3 separate regions of the Mus musculus genome follow, and all the other regions are linked to region 2. A link is a contact called in public HiChIP or PLAC-seq data. All regions are on one chromosome and are shown on one strand. Each heading gives the region's core, a stretch centred on a gene start, on an enhancer-like site or on the middle of the called end of the contact. The rest is flanking DNA. Distances are from core to core; before and after follow the strand shown. Region 1 overlaps Ncam2 (neural cell adhesion molecule 2). Region 2 overlaps Ncam2 (neural cell adhesion molecule 2). Region 3 holds the start of Ncam2 (neural cell adhesion molecule 2).

Evidence for each region. HiChIP or PLAC-seq counts read pairs in DNA pulled down with a chosen protein or histone mark.
Region 1: a RAD21 HiChIP or PLAC-seq map of pro-B cells shows a contact between it and region 2, with 5 times the contacts expected there. The contact joins two enhancer-like sites. A contact is called at or near these places in 1 of 15 datasets of contacts at CTCF or cohesin (pro-B cells), 5 of 484 Hi-C or Micro-C datasets (the C10 cell line, the G1E-ER4 cell line, bone marrow-derived macrophages and 2 more) and 2 of 115 datasets of contacts at active chromatin or transcription factors (bone marrow-derived dendritic cells and large pre-B cells).
Region 3: a RAD21 HiChIP or PLAC-seq map of pro-B cells shows a contact between it and region 2, with 6 times the contacts expected there. The contact joins the promoter of Ncam2 here to the enhancer-like site in region 2. A contact is called at or near these places in 4 of 39 promoter capture datasets (embryonic stem cells, liver and neutrophils), 1 of 15 datasets of contacts at CTCF or cohesin (pro-B cells), 2 of 484 Hi-C or Micro-C datasets (the G1E-ER4 cell line and cerebellar granule neurons) and 1 of 115 datasets of contacts at active chromatin or transcription factors (large pre-B cells).

Annotation. Positions count from the first base shown.
Region 1 is chr16:81,327,932-81,332,270 of GRCm38.p6, forward strand. The region is part of intron 1 of Ncam2 (neural cell adhesion molecule 2); the gene reads left to right. Among named protein-coding and RNA genes, the nearest start is that of Ncam2, 130 kb to the left of the region's middle. Within about 2 kb of position 2,775, at least 5 of the 459 cell types and tissues checked have an H3K27ac peak or open chromatin away from gene starts, as enhancers often do.
Region 2 is chr16:81,587,117-81,592,093 of GRCm38.p6, forward strand. Ncam2 (neural cell adhesion molecule 2) reads left to right here. Exons shown (of 18, transcript NM_001113208.1): 15 at 2,515-2,695. Among named protein-coding and RNA genes, the nearest start is that of Ncam2, 390 kb to the left of the region's middle. Within about 2 kb of position 3,040, at least 2 of the 459 cell types and tissues checked have an H3K27ac peak or open chromatin away from gene starts, as enhancers often do.
Region 3 is chr16:81,198,024-81,202,638 of GRCm38.p6, forward strand. Ncam2 (neural cell adhesion molecule 2) reads left to right here and starts at 2,674. Exons shown (of 18, transcript NM_001113208.1): 1 at 2,674-2,945. The coding sequence starts at 2,891.

The sequences.
Region 1 (4,339 bases), core at 1,525-4,024, 260 kb before region 2:
GTACAGGTTAGTAGACTCTGTAATATTGTAGAGCTCCTATTCCCTCTCGGGACCCTAGCTCCCTCCCCCAACACTGCATAAGACTCCCTTAGCTCCATACAATACTTTGCTGTGGGTCTCTGTTTCAGTCAGCTGCTGGGTGGAGCCTCTCAGAAGACAGTTATGCTAGACTCCTGTCTGCATCATTAATAGTGTTAGGGATTGGTGTTTGTCCTTCAGATGGGCCTCAATTTGGGCCAGTCATTGGTTGGCATTCCCTCAGTTATGTGTCATATTTACAGAAATTTATCATGAGTAAAATTGTTTCTATTACAGGGTGGCAATTCAGATATGATTCACTCCTTAGTTTAACTTTAGTCTCATAATTGAGAAATGTTGAGTGATTGAAGAAATCTCAATGATGTGTGTGTATATTCATTTATCAGTGATGTGTATATTTGCTATAATTCATGTCTTCCTGTATTTGTATAAATATAATAAAATTGGTTTACTGTGAGTGTAAATATTTATATATGGATTATGTAGACTAACTAGAAAAATTAAGAAAGCTAAGTGTCTATCTGTCCAATATAATAGATGTACTCAGGTTACTGGGTTAGTTCATGTTATATGTAAATGTAGTTAAGTACCAACATTATATACCCAGATATCCTGATGGTACTTTAGGAAAACTCCAATGTGTCCTATAATGCCAAATCCAGCTGCAGAAACAAATTAAAAATGAGTTTGCATAACACTAATATCCATTGCTAATATATTTCAACAGTAATTTGCTTTTGCAAAAATAAATTCTAGGATTTTTAGAGCTACTCCATAGACTTGATGAAACTATGTAAGATAAGAAAAATACACCCTTCCTATAAAATAGGAGAATAAAATGGGTCATGAGTCTAAAAATATACATAAAACAGGGGAGAATGTTTACAGAGTCACCAGATTGTAAATTTTCATGAGCAGTTGGTCCCAAAACCTTGTGTAAATACCAGTTTAGCAAATTACGAGCATAAAATACCAAGATTTACATAGGAGGATGGGCTGATAAGGGAGTTGGAATATATTTACATCAATAGAAATTCGGCTGGAAAAAATAAGTCCGGACATTCATATTTGTGTATTTTCTCTCTTCCCACTTAGAAGAGAGAAAGATAATCTATATTTTGAGTTATTTTTAAATCTCAATATTGCATTGGTATGTGTATATGTAAATTTTCATGAGCTTTGGTCTCAAAACCTTGTGTAAATATATATGTTAGTATATTGATATATGAAATATATGAAATATATCAATATACTATATGCATGTTAATGGCTTAAGCTGTGCCTGAAAGCAGTCTTGGCAATGATTGGAATTTATGAAAATACGAAGGTCTGCAAAGAATAGGAAAACCAAAAACAAAGAAACAAACAAAAAAGCCCTGTGAGAATACCCCTAAACCCTAGGTAGCAAGTATCCATCATTTCTAAATATTGTTAACATCAACACCAACCAGAAATATATCCTTATCTGTTGAAAGAACTGACTTGAGGTTTAATATGCCAAAATGTATCATGAAGAGTGGTTCAAGTTGAAAGGAATTTGGCAGTTCTTATGGGGAGATTAAAATGCATTCATCAATAGATACGAGAGAGAAGTTCCAATGCTTACTCAGTCCTTGTGCTTAAAATAATAAAGATTCCAATTAGCATGTTCTTTCATCCACTTGCCTGCATAGCAATTCTGTAGCAAGAGGAGATGCCCACATAGTCACTCATCCCTGTCCTTGATGTATGACATTGAATTAATGATGTCAGAGATACAGACTAAGACAGAAACTCATCAATTCCCCTGAAGAAGCTTACACTCCACTTAGAATAAAGATAAATGCATTGCTTTTGGTCGTGACAGCCAAAATAGAGGTCAGTGATTACCTGTAGGAGAGGGCATGATTGAAGTACTTCAAAGGCAGTTTGCTAAAGAGGAAGAGACACCAGAGGGACACAGGAAGGGAGAAAGGAGATTAAATGCTCTGTTACTGTCAAGAGTGAAGCCAGTCTCCGTGCCCCTTCTACACTGCTTTCCCTGTTTCTGATTAATCAGCACTGTTCCTTCTTGAAGACAATTTTGTTTTGAAATGTGGTATTTTAAATAGTTGATTCCTTTCAAAAACACAAACACAATTCTTAAAATAAGAACTGTAGGTAGAAAGAATAAAGTATTCATTCCACCAATCTAACACCATTATACATCGTCAACTCATTTGTTTTTTGGATAAGTGAGTATATTTTGCATTGCTACATTGAAACCATCTAGCAGGTGTGCTCTGTTTTCCATTTTCTATGCATTGCTGGGTGTATCAGATATGTTTTAAACTGCCAGTGCATCTTAACTTTAGGCATAGTTAGCAACATAACATAAGACTGACTGCCCCCTCACTTTGCTTTTTTGTTTGTTTGCTGGATTATTTTAGTCACTACAAAACTACAAAAAAAATCATTGTACTTATTACTATCTTGCAATTAAAATATGTTGACACAAGAGAAATTTAGCTAAACATTAAGACTTCACTTCTACTAAGAGGTAGATGGGTAATAGAGACCCAATAGTTTGTTTCCAGACTATTCTTTCAGCAGATACTTATTGTGATGGGACCAGTTTAAGGTTGGAAGGCCACAGCGCTCCCCAGAAACTCTCCCCCAGGATTGCTCCAATCCAACAAATGGAAACTCATAGTGAGTCCTGGGTTCACAGGTGGTAAGATAGCATCAGCCCACATAAATCTATAATTTACACAGCTAATTCTGAGTTGCCGGCTGCCACCAGGTGGCACCAAATACAATTTAGAAATGAATGGCTTCAGTGGGTGTCCCTGTTGGTGTTAAACTGGGCACTCTCAACTTTAGTAGTTTTGCAACTTTGCAGCTTACAGTACTCAACATTCTAAGATTATGTTTATCTTGTTACAGAGGAGTTTGCTCTTTAGTGTTTGAAATTGGAATGAAAGAAATATCCCACCACAATAGAATATTGAGATTCTGTACTTGATTATACTTTCAGTGTGTAAATTTCAGGGAAGCTGAAACGTCACACATTATATATCCACTGAATTCTTTTAACATCCCCATTGCAAAGGCATTAAGGTATGGGCAGAATATCTTCCTGAGTAGTGCATTGGTGTGGTCCCTTTTCTTCTGGTTTTGACAGATAATACCAAGGATGGTATATTGACCACAGTTTTTATTAGATGCAATGTTTAAAAAGACAACCTTAGGCCTTTGATGTAGATGTGCTCACCGACTATTTTCTAAATTAGATAATTCTAAATCATCTGCTTATTTATCACATCACTATTTATTGATTGATTTCCTAGTCAGATATTGATTGATTCCACGATGCCTGGCTCTTAGATATGGAGTAGTGAATCAAATAAAGTCTAGTGTGGCGGAAAAAAAATTCACAACTAAATTGCCTCTGTGATGCTGAACTGGGAAGGTTGCCTCACACTTAGCGTTTCCAGGAGGTTATACACACTCACCGTACTAAGGCCAAGGTTACCCAAAGCCACATATTAATGCCCCGTGTCATATTTACCTATTTTATTCTAACAGTTGTCTAAACGCAGTAGATAAGAACTAAGGGTTAATAACGACTGCTTAATCTATGCTACTATCAGACGTCCTTACATTCTCTTCAGATAGCCTTCCCTTTCTGTTCTTGCCTATCACAGACTCTTTAGCTTGAAAATTCTGGATCAGGAATGGCAATGAAACAGCTCAGCAGGTAGAGGTACTTGCTGCCAGGATGATTAGCTGGATCTCATCTCTGGGCCAGAAGAAAGTCTCTTTCATAGTGAAAAGATTGCTAAATTCTGGAGATAGTTCTCTGACCTTGACATGTGCACATAAGGCACAAGCATGCCTATGTTATATATATATAACATATCAAGAAACCACATCCAATTTCAGTTTTGATAATTTCCTAGAGAGATACAAAACATGGAACAGCTGCCCCCATTCTTAGGTTCCCATTTTATATATATTAGAGGACAGCCGTGCTAGGTTCCTATTTGCTACCATAAGATGACATCAGTAATAGTGTCAGGGTTTTTGGTGCCTGTGCATGGGATGGATCCCAAGTTGGGCTGGTCACTGGATGGCCTTTTTTTTTTTCAGTTTCTCCTCCATTTTTTTTTCTTGAATTTCCTTTAGACAGGAACAATTCTGGGTGAGATATTTTGAAGATGGTTGGTGGCTCCATCTCTCCACTGGGGTCCCTGTCTATCTACTGGAGGTGGTCTCTTCAGGTTCCATCTACTTCAACTAAAGTCCTCGGTTTAATAGCTGAATAGTATTCCATTGTGTA
Region 2 (4,977 bases), core at 1,790-4,289:
AGGAAAATATCAGAACTGATAAAAAGTTTTATACCTTCTAAGTGGAAAATTGAAAAGCTAATTTGCATTAATTCTGGTTACTTCTGTAAGGACATATAAGGAATGGGTAAATGGACCATATGATCAAGACATTGTAGGCACCAAGAGTTACTTACTACTCCTGTGAATGTTAAATCATACATGCGGGAGTTAGATGGACAAAAATGCAATATTGACATCTTGATTTCACTTCTATTAAGTCTCATTTTATAATTATTATTTTTTATGTAAGATTTTGTTGGCTACAGTTTCTTCCAAGTCTTAAGAAAGGTAATGGGTTACTTCTTGCTGAGAATGAGGGAATTAAGAGCCTCATTTATGAACATAAAGCATTGTCCTTTACATGGAACATAGGAGGTAGTGCCCTAAATTGTGACATTAGGATGCACATCACTAAACAAGAGCTGTCTTAACTGTGATATGGTCTTAACATTTCTTACAAAACAATTGTTTTATAAAAGCTTTGTTCAAGGACCATGACAATATTCAAAAGAACCTGCTCTCGCTGTCTAATTGGCATATTAGTAATAGTCCTACTCAGCAAATCATCTCATTTAGCTACCTAGAGGGACACTTTGCCACTCGTTATCTCAAATCATTCCCTGGACACTCTTGTTCTAGAAATGAGGCAGTCTACAAATGCATAAATGAGATTCTCATGCCTAGGGGAGTATTTGGTAACGCCCACCTTAATTTTTTTCTATTCCATATGGAGTAGCAATTAGGGGATTAAAATACCTCCTTGTCTTAGGTTGAATGGAAAATAAATTAATTTATATGAGAGAATCACCACCCCTCTCTTGGCTTCCTTACACTGTCAGCATAAAATGACATAGGGATTTAATTTCCTACATTACGAGTTCAAGCAACTAAGTGTTCAATGGTTGGTGATTTAGAAGTCACTAGTACAGCAAATGTTTGATTTTAGGAAATAGCATTTTTGAAAATTAGAAAATTTACATCAAATCTCTACATCCCATAATTTATATTTTTGCACATTTTGGAATCATACACGAAAGAACAAGTTGTGAGAATAACCTTTGCCCCAGAATAGTCTATCAGTAGGCATGATCTAAAATTTCATATGTGACTTCCCTCCAAACAAAATAATAGTCACATATGGTCCCAGATCAGAATTTCATAGAGCATCTCTGATTATTGGACTCAGGCCACAGACACAAACAAATGAAAAATATCTTCAGCTTTATTCATCTTCTGTCTTTATAGAAAGCACACATAACCTTAAATGTTGGAAAATCTGACACATGGACTAGAAATTTGTTTCAGTCTTATGACTACTAACAACCCTTGCCAAGGACATGTGTTGAGTAGCCTACACATTTATTTTGAGGGTCACAACCTGCTGTAACTGCAGTTACAGAGTCAGCTTGCATCAACATGACCATGTGCATATACACACAGGTTGTGTAGACAGGCTTGCAAACAAAGCATATGCTCTTAAAGTTTTAAAAGAGCACAAATTATGCTGTTAATAGTATCTGGGACTTTTATATTTAAGTGATTAATTTGACAGAATCCAATAATTATCTTCCATTAGACAATTTAATTTAGATAAACAGGGCAATAGATTTTGCTTTATTCATTAAAGTAGTTTGGATGGCTTTTCAAATATGGAGCTATTTAAATACCAACCGCTCTAAAACTCTTACAGAAGGAATAAAATAATATATATATAGTAACTTTGAAGATGGAAACAATCATGGTGACCTTAAGCTGTGCATTTTAAGACAGATATCTAAAGCTGCAAGACTCATGCAACTGAGACAGTATTCCTGCAAGGTTGAGGTTATCCTGTATATACACTGCTTGATGCAAAGAAGGTGATGGAGTGGAAGAAGAGGAAGAGAGATAGATGTAGAGATAGAAATAAAGATAGTGATACATAGAGAGAAAAGAGAGAATGAGAGAAAATAAAGAAGAAAATAGACAAAAATGAGCTATTTGGTCTTTCATTGTTCATGGAAAAACATAGCATTGTTTTGCATTATTGAAAATGTGTTTTCTATATTTTCCTTGTGTATTATTTCATTACAGTCATGTAAAACACTACTTAAAGTATACATCTATAAATACTTTCCTATATTTACCTCACAGATAGTTCTATTCAACAAATGTTAGTAATAGTCTCTGGCAATTATTCAATTATCCATTTTTTGACAGTCGAAAAAAATGACTGTAAACCTAGTTCATGTTTGACTATAAGGAGTAAAATTCTATAAGTTGACTTATACTACTCCTTGATTAATTTGCAGTAACATCAGTTTTTGGATAGTATATTAATGTTTATAGAGAAATATTAGAAATGATGCTGAATTAATTACATTAGAAATTTCACACATCTCCTTTTATAAGACTGAGCTAATAAAAGTATTTACATCATTCCAATAAAATTTATTTAAAGTAGAACCTTTTCATAGCACTATTTACCTAAACCTCCTTTCTCTGCTTCCACAGAAAGACAAGGAAGATCAGTGGCTAGAGAAGAAGGTACAGGGAAATAAAGACCACATTATCTTGGAGCATCTGCAGTGGACAATGGGCTACGAAGTGCAAATCACAGCTGCCAACAGACTGGGATATTCTGAGCCTACTGTATATGAGTTCAGCATGCCCCCAAAACCCAACATTATTAAAGGTAAGCAAGATGTTAGCCTTGCTTAAAAGTAGCACTGCATCATCTTTGTAAACCCTCTGATCTATTTGACAAATGATGAAAATTAACATAGATAAACTGAAATGTCCGTTTTAGGTTCTAATCATGATTACTGTTGCATATAATAGTGGAGTTCCACAGTTCTTGTCAGTAGGAGATATTGCATATTTAAAAAGAAAAAGATCTGATGTCTTTAGCAGGGTCACTGAAATGGGGATGATGAGCAGAGGGGGCGGAATGAAGGGGACAAGGACAGATGAAAATGTCCCTGAGAACATTTGGTGAAATGAGAAGAAATGTTTGCAAAGACAAGGTCTCTGCCAACCACTCGGGAGCTTGTTTTCCAGCTCTGGTTTGTTTGTGCGCAGCTGAAGACAAGCTCAGCCATGCCTGACCAAGGAAGTTGATTTTAAAAACAAAATCACTGAGGCAGAAACAACTTAAAATGCACTTTGATTAAGAACTAGAGCTGGAATTACAAACAGGGTCAAATAAACCAGGTATCTCTTATCTTTTTTTAAAAAATATAAACCAATCATTGATCTCCCTGGCAGGTATAATCCTTATTCCACTGCACATTAACATGCTAATAACATACCGTTATTAAAATTATTCTCAGAATCATTCTATGAGTACAATGAAGACAGGGCATATGCCAAATCAAAATGATATTCAATTCTTTCAACTAGCTGTAAATTAAAATCTTTTCTCATAATAAGTATCATTATTTGATTTATTAATAAAGGTTTGTAAAATATATTTTTAAACATATTTCATTGCATTTATGTGATGAGAACAAAATTATTTATTCATAAAAATATGACTCATTTCACTTGTAGCACATACCATTATTAAGACATAGTATTTTTCAAGTAAGAAAATATAAGACATAATTTTGGTTATATGATTTAACTTGTAATTTTAAGAATACACTAATGTGGAATTTTTTAAACATTCTTATCCTTTCAAGTTGAATGAAGTTTAATATCATTAATCTTTGATTAAAATACATAAAAATACAGGTCATAAAGTTTAAAATTAATTGAACTTGTAACCAAGTATTACTAATATTTATTCACAATTACTTTAAACTGTATATCTTTAAAATTTCAAAGATAGGATCCTCCAAAAATATTATGGGTAGTTATTAATATTATTTTTTTAATTTGAAAAGTATTCCCGTGATATCACATTATATTCTTAGCAGTGGGGCAGGGAAGAGCTGTAGATTTTACAGGCTGCCTTTAAGTAGTTAAATGACTGTTTCATCGCAAGTCGACTTGACTTATATGTGCTTAAACCTTGCCCTTGGAAAGTGATTGATTTTCTTACATAAAAGTGGTTGGATAGTATAGTACCACTTATCAATTTATTTGTTCTGGTAAATTTGAAATATCAGCAACCTCATCTACAATTGTATTATGCTTATGGTAATTATATTCCATCATGTCTCCTAAATGTGAATTAAATAGGATCTCAAACTAAGTCAACGTAGCTGACAAAGGAATCTAAAGTATGTCCAACTTCCTGAATTCTCATATCAGTTCACATAGGCAAATTAAATTAGGATTGATTGTATCCAGCCATTTGGTGTAATTTCAAATAAAAATTTTAGTAGTTTATAAACAAAAATGAAGATTTATGTAAAATAATAAATGTGATTTTATATGTGCAATGAATTAATTTTATGAATTTATGTTGTCTTACAACATCACCATAGAAATATAATAACATAATTTTTTTTATTATTTAACTTTCTCAATTAAAAACTAATATTTATGAGGCTAGAAACAGACATTTTTATCACACTATATTGTTCAATGAATAACATTCTCATACTGCATCCCATAATAATACCTTATAAAATACAAAGTAAGCTTTAAGTAATAATACAACCTGTTAAAAATAAAATGTAGCCATTGTATTCATTTTTCTTGTCTCAGTATTCTATTGGTAAATAAATAACCTATAAATAGCAAATAAATAGCATATATTTCATATGAGTGTGAAATTGGATGATGAAATGTTTCCCATAGGAGAAAGTTTCTGAAGATACTTGAAGTAATTAAATTCCAAGTGTGTGTGTGTGTGTGTGTGTGTGTGTGTGTGTGTGTGTGTGTATATATATATTACATGGGAGAAATCTTTGACACAAGTGCTTGTTTCCTTAGCAACTAGAAAAAAAATACTGAGTGCATCTATAGAGTTTGGAAATGTTTGCCTCAGGAGAATCAAAGGGGTAGAGCTATGTCTCAATGGCTTGT
Region 3 (4,615 bases), core at 1,424-3,923, 390 kb before region 2:
CGTTTGTTTTTGGCATAGTAAGTACTAACTCCACTGCCAAAGTCAAGTTCAACTCTGTGTTATACACAATGTAATGTTATAGATATTTCTCTGTGTGTGCCTGTGTCTGTATATGCTCATCTGTCTGTAAGCACCTATGCATGTCCATATGGATGCCAGAAGTTGATTTCAGCTACCTCACTGTACAACTTCCCCCTGTCCTCTTGTTTCTTGTTTAGAAAGATGGGTTTTCACACTGATCACGTGGAGCTTCCTAATTTGCTAAGTCGCATGAGTCAGTGAGTTCCAGGTCCTCTTCTCTTCTGTTCCTAAACATACTATGCTAGGACAACAGGCACACCTCATTGTGACGAACTTTCTATATTGATGGTGTGAATCAGAACTCACTTTCCTTGGCTTACATGATAACTACTTTCCAGACCGAGCCAGCCATCCCTCCAGCCTTTGTCCTTTAGACTCTGTCCTGTGTTCCAAGACTGCTGGATGCTTTCAGAACTTTAGCCTTCACTTCAGCTTCTCCTTTGCTGTCTAATCTCCCTCCTTTCTTCAATGTTTCCTGAAGCCTTTCTTTAAAACGCTATTTAGAAAAGATTTCCCTTTCTTTATGTCTTCCTCTCCTTCATCCCATCTCTCTTTTCCCAACAATAGCAATGCATTCCTTGTGTATTTTTGCTACATTGCCTGATTTATTAGATAATTTTTGTATATGCCTGCTCTCTTTATCAAGATTGCTACCAAATTGAGGAAGGATTACACATCACCTCTTTAGACAGCCAAAAGACAAGATTTTGCTCAACCAATTTTTCCATGCTCTTGCAGCTTGCTTACTATTGCTGTGATGAAGCACCAAGCCCAGAAGCATGCAGAGTCCAAAGATGATTGGCTTGCATTTCTCAACCACAGTCTGTCATGAAAGGTGCTGTGGTCAGGAACTCAACGAATGAACCTGGAGATAGGAACTGAAGCCGAGGAATGCTGTTTTCTGACTTGCTCCTCATGCTTGCTTAGCCTGCTTTGTAAAACAACCCCAGAAACACCTACCTGCCCACGAGGCAAATTTTCAAATGAAGCATCCTTTTCTCACATGATTCTAGTTTGTGTCCCACTGACAAGAACTAACCACTGGACATACAAAAAAAATAATTCTCTGTCTGTCTCTTTTTCTCAAAACACACCAGTATGAATACAATCAGATTTGAGCTATATATGCCATATTATAATATGAACATTTAGATGGAAACTCCACCAATCGAGGATAGACCATTGCTTCTCTATTTCTTTCTCTGTTCTGACCTTAATGAAGTCGAGTATTCAAATTACTTTATAGTATCAGACTGTTCTCTGTCATAGTCCACATATTTACTTTAAAATAAATTGGCTCTAAGTAATAAGAAAAAGAGTGCACACCCTTACAGAATAATAATCCTCTCATCATTAAGTGTAGGTCCCTTTGCATGTGTGTGTGAACAGGCATGTTCATGCATGTGCAATAGGTACTTAGCTAATCCGGGTGTCAATTTGAAAACCTGCAAGCTTTGTGGGGAAGAGATTAGTTTTCATCTGCAGTATGTTCATAAGAGTCGACTGTGGTTGTACATGTGTACTTGCTGATAAGAAAAACACCAGGGAGCTCTCTGAGTCTGGGGTGAGCTGGTTGATCACTCTAAGGAACCTGAACAAAGTGTTGGCTAGGAACCTTTTGTCAGCTGTGTCTGCTCACTCTGATCGGGGCAGAGACCAGATCCTGGGGCCAGAGATTCTGGTTCTGATTAGTCTCTTGTCATAGGTGTCATAGTAAAGTGACAGTTTATGTCCCTGTTCCACCAGCGGAAATATCGTGATCAACCCCAGACTTTGGTTGCATGACACCACAGCTCCATGCTTACTCCTCCAGTCACACTTTCAGGTGACACACACACTCAGTTGTGAGGGGTGCAGGTACAGTGGGGTTTGCAGGTGAGTGGGCCTTAAAAAGAACCCCAGCTCAGGTCCTCCATTTACATTCCCGGATCTCTCTCTTCAGACACTGACAAGGAAATGTTACCTCACAGTGCTAATCCTAGATGGTGTATAAAAAAAAAAAAAAAAAAACCCAAGACCCTCCTAGATCTTAGCCCTCAGCAGCGCCCCCCTTTAGGGAGGGGATCCACTCATCCCAATGAATTGGGACCTAAAGATGCACTGCATGAATGTCTTTCTTGGTCCATCTAAAGCAGGGGCTAGTAGCCATACACCCTAGGAGACAGTTGTTCCCCTGATCCACAGGGAAGTGTCAAAGCACTAAGGGTGTCAGGCCAGGCCAGGGTTAAGTCCTAGGATAGACACAGACCCTGCCACCCCAGCTCTTTAGGAACCAAAGGTCAATACTTCCTGTGCCTCTGGGGCTCGCCCTCTGCAGTACTCAGCAACCCGGCCACACCTGCGGGGTCGCAAAAGAGCCAGAGGGTGCTGGTGTCCAGGCGTCCCTGTTCCCCGTGAGCATGCACCATCCGCATAGCTAGAAAAGCCCGGGACTCCTGGGCTCGAACCCGTGGCTGGGGCTCCACTGCGGACGAATCCCGGGGCCGCGCGTGCCTGGCTCGCAGGGCGAGCGCGCGGAGGGATCCGCCGGGGCCGCGCCTCCCCGCCCCGTCCCGCCCCCGCCTCCTCCCGCCGGCTCCGCTGCCGCCGCGGCGGCCGCTGCTGCCGCCGCCGCCGCCGCCTGGATATAGTGCGGCAAGGCGCGGAGCTTGCAGTCACTTTGCGAGGAGGAGCGCGCGGCGGGCTGCGGGCGGCTGGGGCACCCGGGAGCGGCGGCGGGCTAGCAGAGGCGGCCGTGGCAGCGGAAGGTTCTCTCTCCGGGGCTGGACTTAATAACTTTGGAACTGTCCGCCGGTGTCACGTCCTGAACATGAGCCTCCTCCTCTCCTTCTACCTGCTCGGGTTGCTTGTCAGGAGCGGGCAAGGTAGGAGTGTGCGGCTTTCTTGCTTCACTTTCCCTCCCCCTCTCCACCCAACCCGGAGAGGCAAAGAGCGAGGCTCCCGGGGCCACGAAACCCAGGCACCAAAGTTGCGGTGGTTCTTGAGGCGACTGTTGGGATTTTACCTCTTTCTTTACGCGGCCCCTCAAATTCTATCCGTTTGCTCGAAAGACCCCTTAAATAAGAGAGGAGACCGTGCGGAATTGGAGATAAGCATCGTCGGTGTGAAAGAGATCATGGGAGGGAAAATTGCTCCAGCTTCTGGGATTTTTTTTTTTTTTTTTTTTTTTTGGCTTATTCTCTCTTATTACCCGAAATTGGATGAGTGTGTTGGTGTGTATTCACAGTTAAATATCTGAGGTTGCGGAAGGGAAGGGCATGGTGATGTTTTACAGAAGAGGCAAAAACTACCAGCATTAAAGTCGTTTATCAAAAATCTCTGTGGTGTGCAAGAAATTCAATTCTTAGAGATTCTTTTCTTCTTTCCCAACACCAGTTTTTTTTTTTTTTGGGGGGTGGTGGGTGGGCTGTGAAGTGAACGTTTGATGGCTTATTTATGTTGGAAACTAACAGGGGCCATAGATGCTGTAAAACAGCAAATGGCTAAAACTAGGGTTGTGTTGCAGGCGTTCATTGTGACCCCCCCTCCTTTGAATATAGCATAATCTGAACACGATCTATCATTCGATTTGAATTGCACCTGTAAGGGATTTGGAAGGTTGGGGAGCACTGGGAGTACTGGGGAGCTTTTTATTTATTTATTTTTTAATTTGGGTGGGGGAGAGAGAGAAAAAACGTGTTAGAATAGCCCTAGGGACAATTGGTTGAAGCAATCTTTGCTAATCTGTATATAGATGATAGGCATTATGAATTTATCATTCTGCCTTCCATAGTCTACGTTCACATAAAATATATTCACAATCATTTGAAACGTTTTGAACTGTCCAGACAAGTTTGGACATTTAATTGGGGGGAGACAAAATACCAAAATATGCACTGGTGGAAGTCTTAAAGGCAAAGGTAATATCCATAATTCTCCTATTACATGAAAGTGCAGGAATGCCATATTATTTGTGCGGCATTTTCTATGAAATTAATAAAATGCAAGATAAGTTAAAATATGTTCTCTAGATCCAATTCTAAGCATTTTTCCCCACCGCTTCTGCGTTGCTCATGTGCTCCAGCAGGGGGTGGTATAACTCCATTTTAAGCAAGAAATGCTTGTTTCTGCTCTTGCACCCACTGTCCTTCTATCATCCCTCAGTAGGGCTTGGCATTTTGGATGTAAAGACTTCCTTTCTCTGTCTTTCTCTGAAACTACAGTGAAATGATGAACCACGATTGGATGTAGATTTTTATGTTCTGAAGTACAAATTCACATGCTAGATATTGCTCTCATTTATAAAGTGCCTCTTTCTGCCATCCTAACAGAGGATGGGTAATATTTCAGTCTCAGAAAAAATTGCAGATAGATCCATCGGAAGCTCATATTAGTCTTGTTCATTAATCCAGTCACCTCTCTTGCAAAGATCAGCATACACTTGTTCACTACAAGATACAGAGCTGTCATTTTGTGGGTGGGTTGGGTTGGTAGTTGTGTTTAACTGTTCATTTGTAACATGGAGAGGCAGTTCTGAATTCAAACAAGGCAGTCT